3 separate regions of the Sus scrofa genome follow, and regions 1 and 3 are each linked to region 2. A link is a contact called in public Hi-C data. All regions are on one chromosome and are shown on one strand. Each heading gives the region's core, a stretch centred on a gene start, on an enhancer-like site or on the middle of the called end of the contact. The rest is flanking DNA. Distances are from core to core; before and after follow the strand shown. Region 1 overlaps LYRM7 (complex III assembly factor LYRM7). Region 2 overlaps LYRM7 (complex III assembly factor LYRM7). Region 3 holds the start of HINT1 (histidine triad nucleotide-binding protein 1).

What was found. A called contact is a pair of places that touch in the nucleus more often than the background predicts.
Region 1: a contact with region 2 is called in a Hi-C map of liver, with 3 times the contacts expected there. The contact joins two enhancer-like sites. A contact is called at or near these places in 1 of 47 Hi-C or Micro-C datasets (liver) and 1 of 2 datasets of contacts at active chromatin or transcription factors (alveolar macrophages).
Region 3: a Hi-C map of liver shows a contact between it and region 2, with 4 times the contacts expected there. The contact joins the promoter of HINT1 here to the enhancer-like site in region 2. A contact is called at or near these places in 2 of 5 promoter capture datasets (fetal liver and liver), 4 of 47 Hi-C or Micro-C datasets (brain, fetal heart ventricle and liver) and 2 of 2 datasets of contacts at active chromatin or transcription factors (alveolar macrophages and skeletal muscle).

What each region holds. Positions count from the first base shown.
Region 1 is chr2:133,534,767-133,538,537 of Sscrofa11.1, reverse strand. All of the region lies in intron 4 of LYRM7 (complex III assembly factor LYRM7), which reads right to left. Among named protein-coding and RNA genes, the nearest start is that of CDC42SE2, 27 kb to the left of the region's middle. Within about 2 kb of position 1,512, at least 16 of the 83 cell types and tissues checked have an H3K27ac peak or open chromatin away from gene starts, as enhancers often do. A contact at or near this core is called in liver, where this site is marked.
Region 2 is chr2:133,679,579-133,683,004 of Sscrofa11.1, reverse strand. LYRM7 (complex III assembly factor LYRM7) reads right to left here. Exons shown (of 8, transcript XR_002342091.1): 7 at 2,486-2,601; 8 at 1-1,946. It overlaps CDC42SE2 (CDC42 small effector protein 2), which reads right to left. Exons shown (of 6, transcript XM_005661625.3): 5 at 2,486-2,601; 6 at 1-1,946. The coding sequence ends at 2,503. LOC110259698 reads left to right here. Exons shown (of 6, transcript XR_002342086.1): 6 at 1-1,223. Among named protein-coding and RNA genes, the nearest start is that of CDC42SE2, 120 kb to the right of the region's middle. Within about 2 kb of position 1,869, at least 5 of the 83 cell types and tissues checked have an H3K27ac peak or open chromatin away from gene starts, as enhancers often do. A contact at or near this core is called in fetal liver and liver, where this site is marked.
Region 3 is chr2:133,473,869-133,477,705 of Sscrofa11.1, reverse strand. It overlaps HINT1 (histidine triad nucleotide-binding protein 1), which reads left to right and starts at 1,893. Exons shown (of 3, transcript XM_005661623.3): 1 at 1,893-2,414. The coding sequence starts at 2,304.

The DNA.
Region 1 (3,771 bases), core at 263-2,762, 140 kb after region 2:
TCTTCCTCAGGCTGCTCTATATGCCGCTGCTGCTGCCCAGGCCTCTCCACATGGGCTGCTGCTGGCCCGGCTGCTGTCACTCTACCTGGATGCTACGTCTATGTGCCTTGCTGCTCTGTCCTACTCCACTGTTAGACCTTCTGCTTTGGTTCCTGCTTCTGCTGCAGTCACCCTATCCTTTGCATCCAGTCAACACCCTTCACTGTCACCACCAATCTGCCTTAGGCTGGTAGTGCTCACCTCTTTTCTAAAGCAGGTAGAGAGGAGTTCCCGTTGTGGTGCAGTGGTTAATGAATCCGGCTAGGAACCATGATGTTGTGGGTTCAATCCCTGGCCTTGCTCAGTGGGTTAAGGATCCAGCATTGCATTGTAGGCTGCAGCTGTGGCTCTGGTGTAGGCTGGTGGCTATAGCTCCAATTTGACCCCTAGCCTGGGAACCTCCATATGCCACGGGAGCAGCCCTAGAAAAGGTAAAAAGACAAAAAAATAAAAATTAAAAAAAAAAATTAAAGTGCGTGGAGAAACAGTGTCCTTCTCCCTGTGTTCTCTCCTCTTACAGAATCCCACCTTGGAGCTGCTTGGGGCCTGAAGTGTTACAGAGTCGATGGAGTCTTCGTTATTATCCACACACTTTCCTGTCCTCATGCATTCATGGTGGAGATAGGACAGCAACGGAGCTTGTGGGGAGGTTGAGTCAGAAGCACTGCACTACACCCAGAAATCCTCTAGAAATCACAGGCCTTAGTACTGAGTTTAGTTTATTGTTTGAGGCTCCTTTCCTTTGAGATTGCGCCAGATTTTTGCCAGGAGCTGCATAATCTACTTCCCCTTTTCCCAGTTTTTAACTCAGTTTGAAGTCCTATCATGAACAAAGTTCAAAAGCTTCTCCTAGAAGATGCCAGTGAATACAGACAGATCCAGGGGTGTGTGAGGGCCTCACTCCACACTAGAATACAGAGGATAGTCACTCCACTAAGGGATTGAAAAACTCCTGTTGGGCTTTAGCAGATGGAAATAACTCCTCATTTTACATATGTATAGGTGTGTATGTGCGTTTGTGTGTGTATGTATCAACAACTATTTGTCAAAAACATATATTGTGACAGAGGCTCCAAGTACATCTATGAGCAAAAAAAAAATCTTTGTCTTCAAAGAGCTTACATTTTGGTGGGGAGAGAGAGAGAGAGAGACAATGAATAAAGTATGTACTAGCAGGTGATGATTGCAGAAAAAAGTCACAGTGGAACAGGGTAAGGATAATCAGAAGTGCCAGTGGTATGTGTGTGTGTGTGTGTGTGTGTGTGTGTGTGTGTGTACATGTGTGAGTGTGGGCAGCTGTAGTAATTACCTAAATGGTGAGGGCGAATGTCACCAAGACGTTTCTTCGCCGAGAGAAGACAAAAAGGCAAAGAGGAAGTCAGCTAAGGAGAAGACTGTTTCAGGCAGAGGGCAAAGCCGGGGCAAAGTCCTTACACAAGAGCGTGCATTGGGTAATGGACTAAGAGCAAGCAAGCCACTCAGTGAAAGAGAAAGTGGAAGGAGACAAAGTCAGAGAGATAATGGGATGCCAGGTTAAGGTGGCCCTTGAACCTGCTGCAAAGGTCTTCACTTTTTCTCTAACTAAAATGGGAAACGATTGGAGGCTTTGAGCAGACAAATGATATGATCTGTCCTACACACGGAAAGCTCTGGCTCCTAACTATGAGGTTTAGGTAAAATCGAGAGGGTGATAAGTAGGCAGATTCTGGTGACATTTGAAGGGAGAGTCAAATAGGATTTCCTGACAAATTGGATGTGAGAGAGAAGAGTCAAAACTAACTCTGAGATTTTTTTACCTGCGCAGATGGAAGGAAGGAACGTCATGAAATCCCAAGATGCCAAGATGGGGAAGGCTGCACTTGGGCCAAGTTTAAAGAGGAAGACCTGGAGTTCCGTCAGCAATCTGTTAAGTATGAGATGCCTGCTAGGTATTCAAGCAGATGTTGCAAAGGCAGTTGGGCATGTAACTCAGGATTCAAGAGGGGGGGACTGGGCTAGAGAGAGACACTTGGGAGTCATCAGATTAAAGGGGCTTTTACAGCCCAGAGAACAGATGAGATCATCAAGGTAGTGAGGTTGGATAGAGACGAAGAAAGGGCCCAAGGCTGAGCCTGGGGCACTTCAACACTAAAAGATTGGAGAGAAGGGACCAGGTCAGCCAGAAATGAGAAGCTAGGGAGGTAGGAGAGAAACTAAGAGAGTGTGGTAGCCTGGGAGTCAAAAGGAGTACATCAAGGAGGAGTGAGTGATCGGTCAGTTAAGATGACGACTGAAACTTGACCGCTGGAATGATCAGTATGAGGTCCCTTGATGGTCTTGACAAGAACAGTTTTGATGGAGTAGGGTAGGCAAAAGCTTCACTGAAGTTGGTTCAATAGAGGGTAGGAAGGGAAAAATTGGAAACTATTTACAAATGGCTAATAAGGAGTTTAATTGTGAAGAAATTGGGCAACAGGTAGAGGGAAAATCAGATCAAAAGGAGTTTTCTGGGAGTTCCCATTGTGGCTTAGCAGGTTAAGAACCCAACTAGTATTCATGAGGATGCAGATTCCATCCCTGGCCTTGCTCAGTGGGTTAAGGATGTGGTGTTGCCACAAGCTGCAGTGTAGGTCACAGACGAGGCTCGGATCCGGCGTTGCTGTGGCTGTGGCAGTGGCAGGCAACTATACCTCTGATTCGACCCCTAGCCTGGGAACTTTCTTATGCTGCAGGTGTGGCCTTAAAAAATAACAACAACAAGAATACAAAAATAAAAAATAAAAAAGAGTTTTCTGTTCATGCTATGAAAGTTGGGGAAAAAATAATAGCATTCTTGTTGGCTGATGGAAATGATTCAGAGGAGAGATTTTATGTAGAAAACTCCATTTTTGGATTTGATTCATAATATTGGACATAAGAAAGCAGAGTGTTTATCCGATCAATGGAAAGTCAGCATTCCAAGCTGGCAGCTGGGCCCCTACGCATTCTCGCCCAGTATTCATCCTGCACACACACACCCAATCCCAAGACGGGGTTCCATGCCCCATGCATATTTAGGGAATGTGAAAGAAAGGGTGTTTTTTTTTGTTGTTTTTTTTGTTTTTTTGCCTTTTCTAGGGCTGTACCCATGGCATATGGAGGTTCCCAGGCTAAGGGTCTAATCGGAGCTAAAGCTGCCAGCCTACACCTGGGCCACAGAAATGCCAGATCCAAGCCGCATCTGTGACCCACACCACAGCTCACAGCAACGCCAGATCCTTAACCCACTGAGCGAGGACAGGGATCCAACCCTTCCTCCAATCCATCATGGTTCCAATCCATCATGGTTCCTAGTCGGTTCATTTCCGCTGCGCCACGACGGGAACTCTGAAAGGGGTCTTTATGGTGGTCACTGATGTTAAATTCTGGTTTGAAGATGCTCCCGACTTGATTAAAATATCAGGTAGGACTAGAGAAAAGAAACACTTTGGTTTTACAGTTGACTGGGTTCTATTTAGGACTAGAAAGGAAGAAGAAAGAAACAATTTTCTATTTTAAGTAAATGCATAGGGTGGTGATGAGTCAATAAATGAGCTAAGAAACAGTGCTAGGAAGGAGAGAAAATAATCCGCTATTTTAAGAAAATGGATGGGGTGAGAATGATTTCATTACATTTGCTAAGAAAACCGTGCTTATTGTTCCTTTCAGGTAGAGAGGCCTGAAGACTTGAATCTTTGACAAATCTAAAAGCTTGGCATCGGGCAGAGTAAAAAG
Region 2 (3,426 bases), core at 620-3,119:
CCAGACTACACAACATCAGCACTGACAATGCCAAAAAAACCTGTCCCTTAAAGAACTTGCAGAATGGGACTGCCTGTTGTGGCTCAGCGGCAACGAACCCAACCAGGGTCAGTGAGGACACAGGTCTGACCCCTGGCCTCACTCAGTGGGTTAAGGAGCCAGCCTTGCCATGAGCTGTGGTGGAGGTCACAGGTGAGGCTTGGATCCCACATTGCATGGGCTGGTGGCTGCAGATGCAATTCAAGCCTTAGTTTGGAAACATCCATAAGCCATGGGTGCAGCCTTAAAAAGACAAAAAAAATCAAAAACAACAGAACCCACGGACTTTCACACAGCAGTGTCCCTGGCAGGCCCCTGACTCTGTTTGGGCAGAGTGGCACGCGGGGATATCCCCGAATGCAGTAGCCACACAGTGAAGTAATGACATCAGATGAATTCAAGTTTCAAAGTTATTAACTGCACAATGCCTACTTTGATTACTAAGCATACACGTTTGTCCCTGACAGATTCTGCTGGGGATTGACACTATGAAGACCTGCAGAAATAAGGACGGAGTAATCTAGTCCCCCCGGTACAGGTAAATTCCAAAGAACTGGGGGGGGGGGGGTGCTTTCATATTTTGCCTATATAAACCTAATATTTATTCAGTTATCTCTTAAACAAGAACTCCTAAGGTGAAGAGAAAGGGATTGAAGAAGAGAAAATGATCCCTCTTTATGCAACTACCTAATTACAGCTTTCTAGGTCAGTTTTCCATGAGGCCCAGGTCCTGCATGAAGTACGAGTCTGACCAGATATAACTGTTAGGGCTGAAATGGACATAGGATTTACCGTTTTCATGAAAAAACATACTACTAACTGGCTTAGCACTACACCCTCATGTGGAAGGAAAAGCATCTACAGAAGGACAATTGGTGAAATAATCATTTTGGAACCTGAGCCAAAGGTTTCTCACCAACACCTGAAGTCACCGAATAGGCAACAACACAGCCAGGTCAACTGTAGCTCTTGGCAACTTCCATTACGAAGAGGCCCAATGACTCTGGAGTCCACAGTTTGGAGTCCAGGCCAGAAGTTCAACAAACTGCTACTGGAAACAACTGGATACCATAATACTAAACATAAACAAGTGAAAACGAAATGAGTACACCAAGAAATGAGCCACTTCTAAGACCGTGATGCTCAGAGTCCGATCGGATGAGGGTATTACACACACTCAGATACACAACCACACACCTGTTCACAATCCCAGGTCCTCACTCTCAAATAAATACATTGAACATTTACAACAGAATGAATGCCTTATGAATGCAAGCTTTTCTGTTACTGTAATTCTAACTGAATAAAAATCACACTTCTAAAATAAGCTACAAGTTGCCTTTTTTGTGAAACTGATGTGACTTGGTGCCACAGCCCGCCTCTCTCTAATAGCAGCAGTATCAACAACCCATGGGAGCCAAGCAGTATCAACAACCCATGAAAGTTCGTTCCTTTCCAGCATCCCACGGGTTCCCACACAAGCAACTTCATAAAGCATGCAGATATTTACTCTGCTGGAGTTTCAAATGAAGAGCAGTGATCACTGTGCTTATACCTTCCAAAATATACATAAACGGTGACAAATGAACATGTAATAGCACGTCTTTGCTTACCAACGAAATCATAAGGCAGAGGGGGTGGCGGTGGAAAGAGAAACGTTAAAAATGGGGAGAAAATGCAAAACAGTGCTAGTAGCATTCACAAAAAAGATCATGCTAAAATCAGATCCATATTGATAAAAATTAATAATTAAGCCACAATCCAAAGAACTCTGTCCATGAGTCCAAAGGCATGCACGCCAGCTGAAGGAAAAGCAGGATTCTTCTGACAACAGTTTCTTCAGAGCAGAACAGTAACTTGTCACTGGAGTAATCACAGCAGGGTGAACAGGGTGCCAGCACACAGTTCTTTTTTGTAATTGAAGAGGAAAGAAAAGCAATCACGACAAAAAAAAAAATTAAACAACAGTGGAAACAACACAGAAATTCACAATGACCTATAAAACCGAAAGGAAAATCCAAATTATTCTCATACCTTTTTCTAAGTTAGCTTTTTACTGAAAGGGGTATAATGACAGATTTAGCCATGATCGTGTTTAATATAAAATGACTACACATGGGATTTCCTGCAGTATCAATGCTCAATAATTTCACTCATGTTTAAAGGACACATAAGAAACATCTTGTCACCAGAATCTCAAAGGCTCCCCACCACAAGAGGTCTCAAAGTACTTAAGTTTCTCATAAGCAAAAGAATAACCTGAAACTAATTATTCCAAAGGCAGTAACTTCCGATGACCATCGTGAAGCCAATTAGAATATTTCTGCCTTTTAAATAGTACATTTACAATTTTTTTTTTTTTACAAATGAGAGCAAGATGTTTTTTAACCCTGAGGCTGAACTAAGCCTCTCTCGGGGAGGTTCCGGCCTGAGCTGAGGTACTCACCGGAGGAGGATCCGGGGCTATCCTGCCTTCGTGTCCACAAGCTGCATCTGCACATTGGCAGCCATGCCGCCCCCGTAGCCTCCTTTAGACTGCATCTGGTTCTGGATGGAGCTGACCTGAAACAGGACAAAAACAGAACCAAAGTCAGGGGCTGACTGCAACTAAGCAATTCTTGTCTAACATTGTGCCTGGGCTGCTTTTTCCAGAAGGGTATTTACTTTTTATAGGAAAAAAAATTTCTTTTATAGACTTACAAGTGTTCTCATTATAAGGAGAAATGGTGAGGCTATTGATGGAAGCATTTCTCTTTTTTTGGTACAACGCCCTTTCCCTGCTACTTTCTCCACTTCCCAATTTCAAAAAACTGGGAAAGATCAATTCAATGTTCTGTTCCTCAGCCACCCTAATTTACAAACACCTCACACAGAGGATCACGCAATTACATGGATTAGAATCAGATAAAAAAAAAAACGATGGGAGCCCCCCGGTGGCTCAGCAGGTTAAGGATCTGGTGTTGTCATTGCATTGGCTTCAGCTGCTCCTGTGGCATGGGTTCGATCCCTGGCCATGGCTGAAAAAGAAAAACAAAAAAATAATTTGGAGCTCAAACAAATTCCCTGCCTCAAGTACCCAGGATGGCACTAAGAGCCTTTGCAACATAAGTAAATTCTCATTTAAAAAAAGCAGTAACAAATATGAATGAAATTAGACTAATGAAAGCTAATTTTTAAAAGTCCATGTGGTAAAATTTACAACTTTAATACAGTTTTGTCTAATTAAGCGAAAAATAGCTTAAGAACCCACAGACTTGGATTGTGGCCCAGACTGATTTATTACTGTTTTCACTCCGGGTGAACTATTCATCCTCTGTGAACATCAGGCTTCTTATCCATAAAACGGGTTAATGATGATACTCTCTCTTAACCACCTTACAGGGCTAT
Region 3 (3,837 bases), core at 644-3,143, 210 kb after region 2:
ATCTGAAGTCCCTTAACTTAATCATACCTGCCCATCCCTTTACCATGTAAAGTAACATATTCACAGGTTCCAGAGATTAGGACCTGGGAATCTTCTGCCTTCCATACCCAGCTTGGGTGAAGCTGGTCAATAAGGATGAAATGGAAGGAAATGCAGCCATGGAACTGAACATTCATGAGCCCTAAAAGCCATGGCAAGGATTTTACATTGAATTCTGTGATAAAATCCCTACCAGCATGAGTGAAATTATGATTTGTACTTTATAAAAATAATTTTGGGTGCTGTATGGCAAACTGACTATAGTGGAAGCAGATAAGCAAACTGGGAGGCTTTTGAAGTACACTAGGTGAGATATGATAGTGACTTGGATTAGGGTGGTATGAGTAGAGGAGGTGAAAAGGGATTAGATTCATATGTGCTAAAAATCCACGAAAAGAGGTAAGGATGATTTCAAGGCTTTTGCCTTGGCAATTTGGTGCATAGTATTATAGTTGATGTTGTATGCTGCAGGAAGAGGCTGATTGTTGTGGAAGAAGTAAAAATAAATTTGAAGTGCCTGGTAGATATCCCACTGAAGGTAGTAAGTAGGCAGAAACATGTATCATACACCAATCTGGAATTAAGGGGAGAGGCAGGTTGGGAGATAAATACTGGAGAGTCCTCGATCTGCAGATGATAAAGCCTCTGACTTAGCGAAAAATGACCATATTATTTATTGCCCAAACCGATACATATTCTTTTCAATTTTTAATTTTGACAATTTCAGGCTTACAGAAAAGTTGCAAGAATAACTGAATTTGCATACACCGTTCACTCAGTTTCCCCTAATGTTAAAATTTTTATTACAGTTGCTTTATCCTTTTTTACTGCTCTGCTTTTTTCTATGTTGACATTTTGGGGGGGAATCTCTTCACTGTGTGAAAGTGAATTGCAGATATGATACTTCTCTACTCATATATTATTCAGTGGGTTTATTCCTACAAAAATGACAATCCTTTTACATCAGTGGTTCTCAAAGCACAGTTCCTGGGCTAGCAGCAGCTGTATCACCTGGAAACTGTTAGAGACCTAAAATATAGGGCCTCACCCTAGATCAACTGATTTTGATAATTTTCCTGTGGGTATATTGGGGAAGTTAACATCTTTCGAAACTATTTCCCAATTTGTAAGCATTATTTATATTTCACCAATTGCCCTGGTGAATGTCTTTGATACAAAAAGTACCAAATGGGACACAGTTTTGTGATTAAAGGGGGCCTCTATGAAGAAAAAGTGGTGAAAGTATACTTTTTCATAATAAGGACACTTGGGGATTAACTGTTAGAGAGCCAAGAATGGAATTCATTAGGAGCTCTGGAATAGAAGGCTCACTCTGAAGGAGAAACAGCATCCAGAGAGGAAGGAGAGTGAAGGACTACTGCTGAAAAGAGGGAATGGTCAACAGTAATAAATGCTACCAAGAGGCTGAGTGGAATCGCCTAAAGAATTTTGTAAGTGAAGGTCTTTAGTGACATTGACAAGAGACAAATGGCTTCAAAAAAGGAAGATAAAGTGGACACAATATACAAAAATTATTTTTAAAAGAAGCAAAGCTACGGAGGGGGATATAGGGTTAAAGATTTTGTTCCTTTTAGGTGGGGCCTCTTACATTATGTCGATTACTGGTGGGAAATATTCTTTGCAGAACAGTCAAGGACGTTTACTAACAATGCCTGGGGCTCACCCCCAGAGTCTGATTTAACTGATCTGGGGTGTGGCCAAGTTCAGGTGATTTTTTTTTTTTTTACTTGATTCCCAAATGATGTGGACATGCAGTCAAGGCTGTGAACCACGGCTAGAGGAAAAAAAAAAAAAAAAAAAAAATTGACGCGGGAGGGCGTACCTCCTAGTCAAGACCTATGCACCTGAGGAATGAAGTATCATGGTGTCCCCGCCAGCAAAAACGGCCAGCACTGCTTGAGTTATCAAATCTTTTCAGTTACACTACCCAATTTTTCCTACAAGCGTCCATACGGCAAGTGCAGAGCTTACAGCAGTAACTCCACTCTCCGAGAGACAAGAAAGGAAGGAGGAAAAACGGCCTCGCCGCGGCCCCCGGGAGCCTTGGCTACGGAACCTCCCCGTCGCCGCCTCGCCCCACGGTGGCCCTAAGGCTCCGGCACCGCCGCCGCACCCCAGCGCGGGTCAGCAGTGCGCACGCGCAGGAGGTGCTGGGGCGTTTGCTCTCCCGCCCTCTGCGGGAACCGCCGGCTCCTCCCTCCTCGGACCTTCTCCCCGACCGGCAGCGCGGGAGGGAGGCCGAGATGGCAGATGAGATCGCCAAGGCTCAGGCCGCCCGGCCTGGTGGCGATACGATCTTCGGGAAGATCATTCGCAAGGAAATCCCAGCCAAAATCATTTATGAGGATGACCAGGTAGGCACCCGGCGCTGCCTTGCTCGTGGGCTGAGGCGAGACAGGCGCCCGTGGACACGCGGGTTTCCTCCGAGGGAAAAGAAGGGAAGGGTCGGGGGCGCCACGGAGAAGGGAAGGCACCCGGCTGCCTCGCGCGGCCTGGGCCGCGGGCCCCCAGCCAGCGGGCAGGGCCCGGTGGCTCCTAGGCGGCCGGCCGGCGCGTGCCGGCGCTCCGGTTACGCGTTATCAGCCCCGGGCGCGGGCCGGGCCGCCGGCACCCGCGGGCCCACATGGCGGGGTCTGGGCGCGTGCGGGGGGCGCGCGCGGGGTCCTCCGCGTGGGCGCCAGCCAGCTCCCCCTGGGCCTCGGACCTCGCCTGTGTCAGGAATCTGACAATCTCGCCCGCGCTCTGCCTGACAGGGAGAAACCCGATCGCTCCTTGACTCGGGCCCAATCTCCGCGATCTCCCGCGCACAGCCGGCCTGCCCAGCTCTCCCGGGCGCCGCTCCGCGGCTCTGCGCTAGGCGGCCTGGGCGCCAGGCCTGGGGGCTGCGGAGGGCGCGGACGAGCTGGGCCTGGGCGAGGGCTGGCCAGCGCCCTCCCACCCCCGACCCGCCGCGGACTCCGGAGGCGACAGTGGGCCTGCAACTGGGATTTGCTTTCCTTTGGCCCCTCCCTGGAAGAATGGCTCCTTTTATGGTTTACAGGAAGCGGTTTTATGCCAAGAGATTGAAGATAGAGTTTTTGTTGACCTGGCTGTAGGTGAAATTGTTTTAGAAAGGACGAGTTGATTTGACCTGGAGACATCTTGTATAAAATTTTTAGTGAGCGATAATAACGGGTTTGAATCTCAGATAAAGCAGGACAGGAGGTAGGCTGATTTAGATAGAAGTTTTGTAAACTATTTAATACATTTATGAAATATGGAATATAAGGAAACATGTTACTAGCAGTGTCCTTAGAGTCAGAACATCTAAGATTTAATGCCTCGAGGTAAATTTACTCAAATACCTTTATTTGTCAGGAAAATTCTATTTTAGAAAATGTGTATTTCTTTTAAAGTATTTTCAGCTGCTTTTAGTAAATGATTGTTGAAATATTGACTTTTGAACGATGAAGTCCCAACAGTATAACAGCATGAAGCCATCTAAATGATACAGCATTTTGTACGGAGTACCAGGTAGAATGACTCCTGAGACAGTTAAGCAAAGATAGCAGCTTCCACCTTCACTAGATTTAAAACCATTCAAGTGGTATGTAATTTGTCTAAATGTTACTTATCTTCTTCATTTCTACAAAAGAAAATATCTCTTAAATAGCTGAGTAAAGTGGGAAGAAGTCAGTGTTAGTCTAATATCAGGCACATTTGTAATTACGAAACTTATCACTGCCATAAAGAAAAAAAAAAGGAAATCGAATAACCAGGGCCCTGACCTGCATCTGA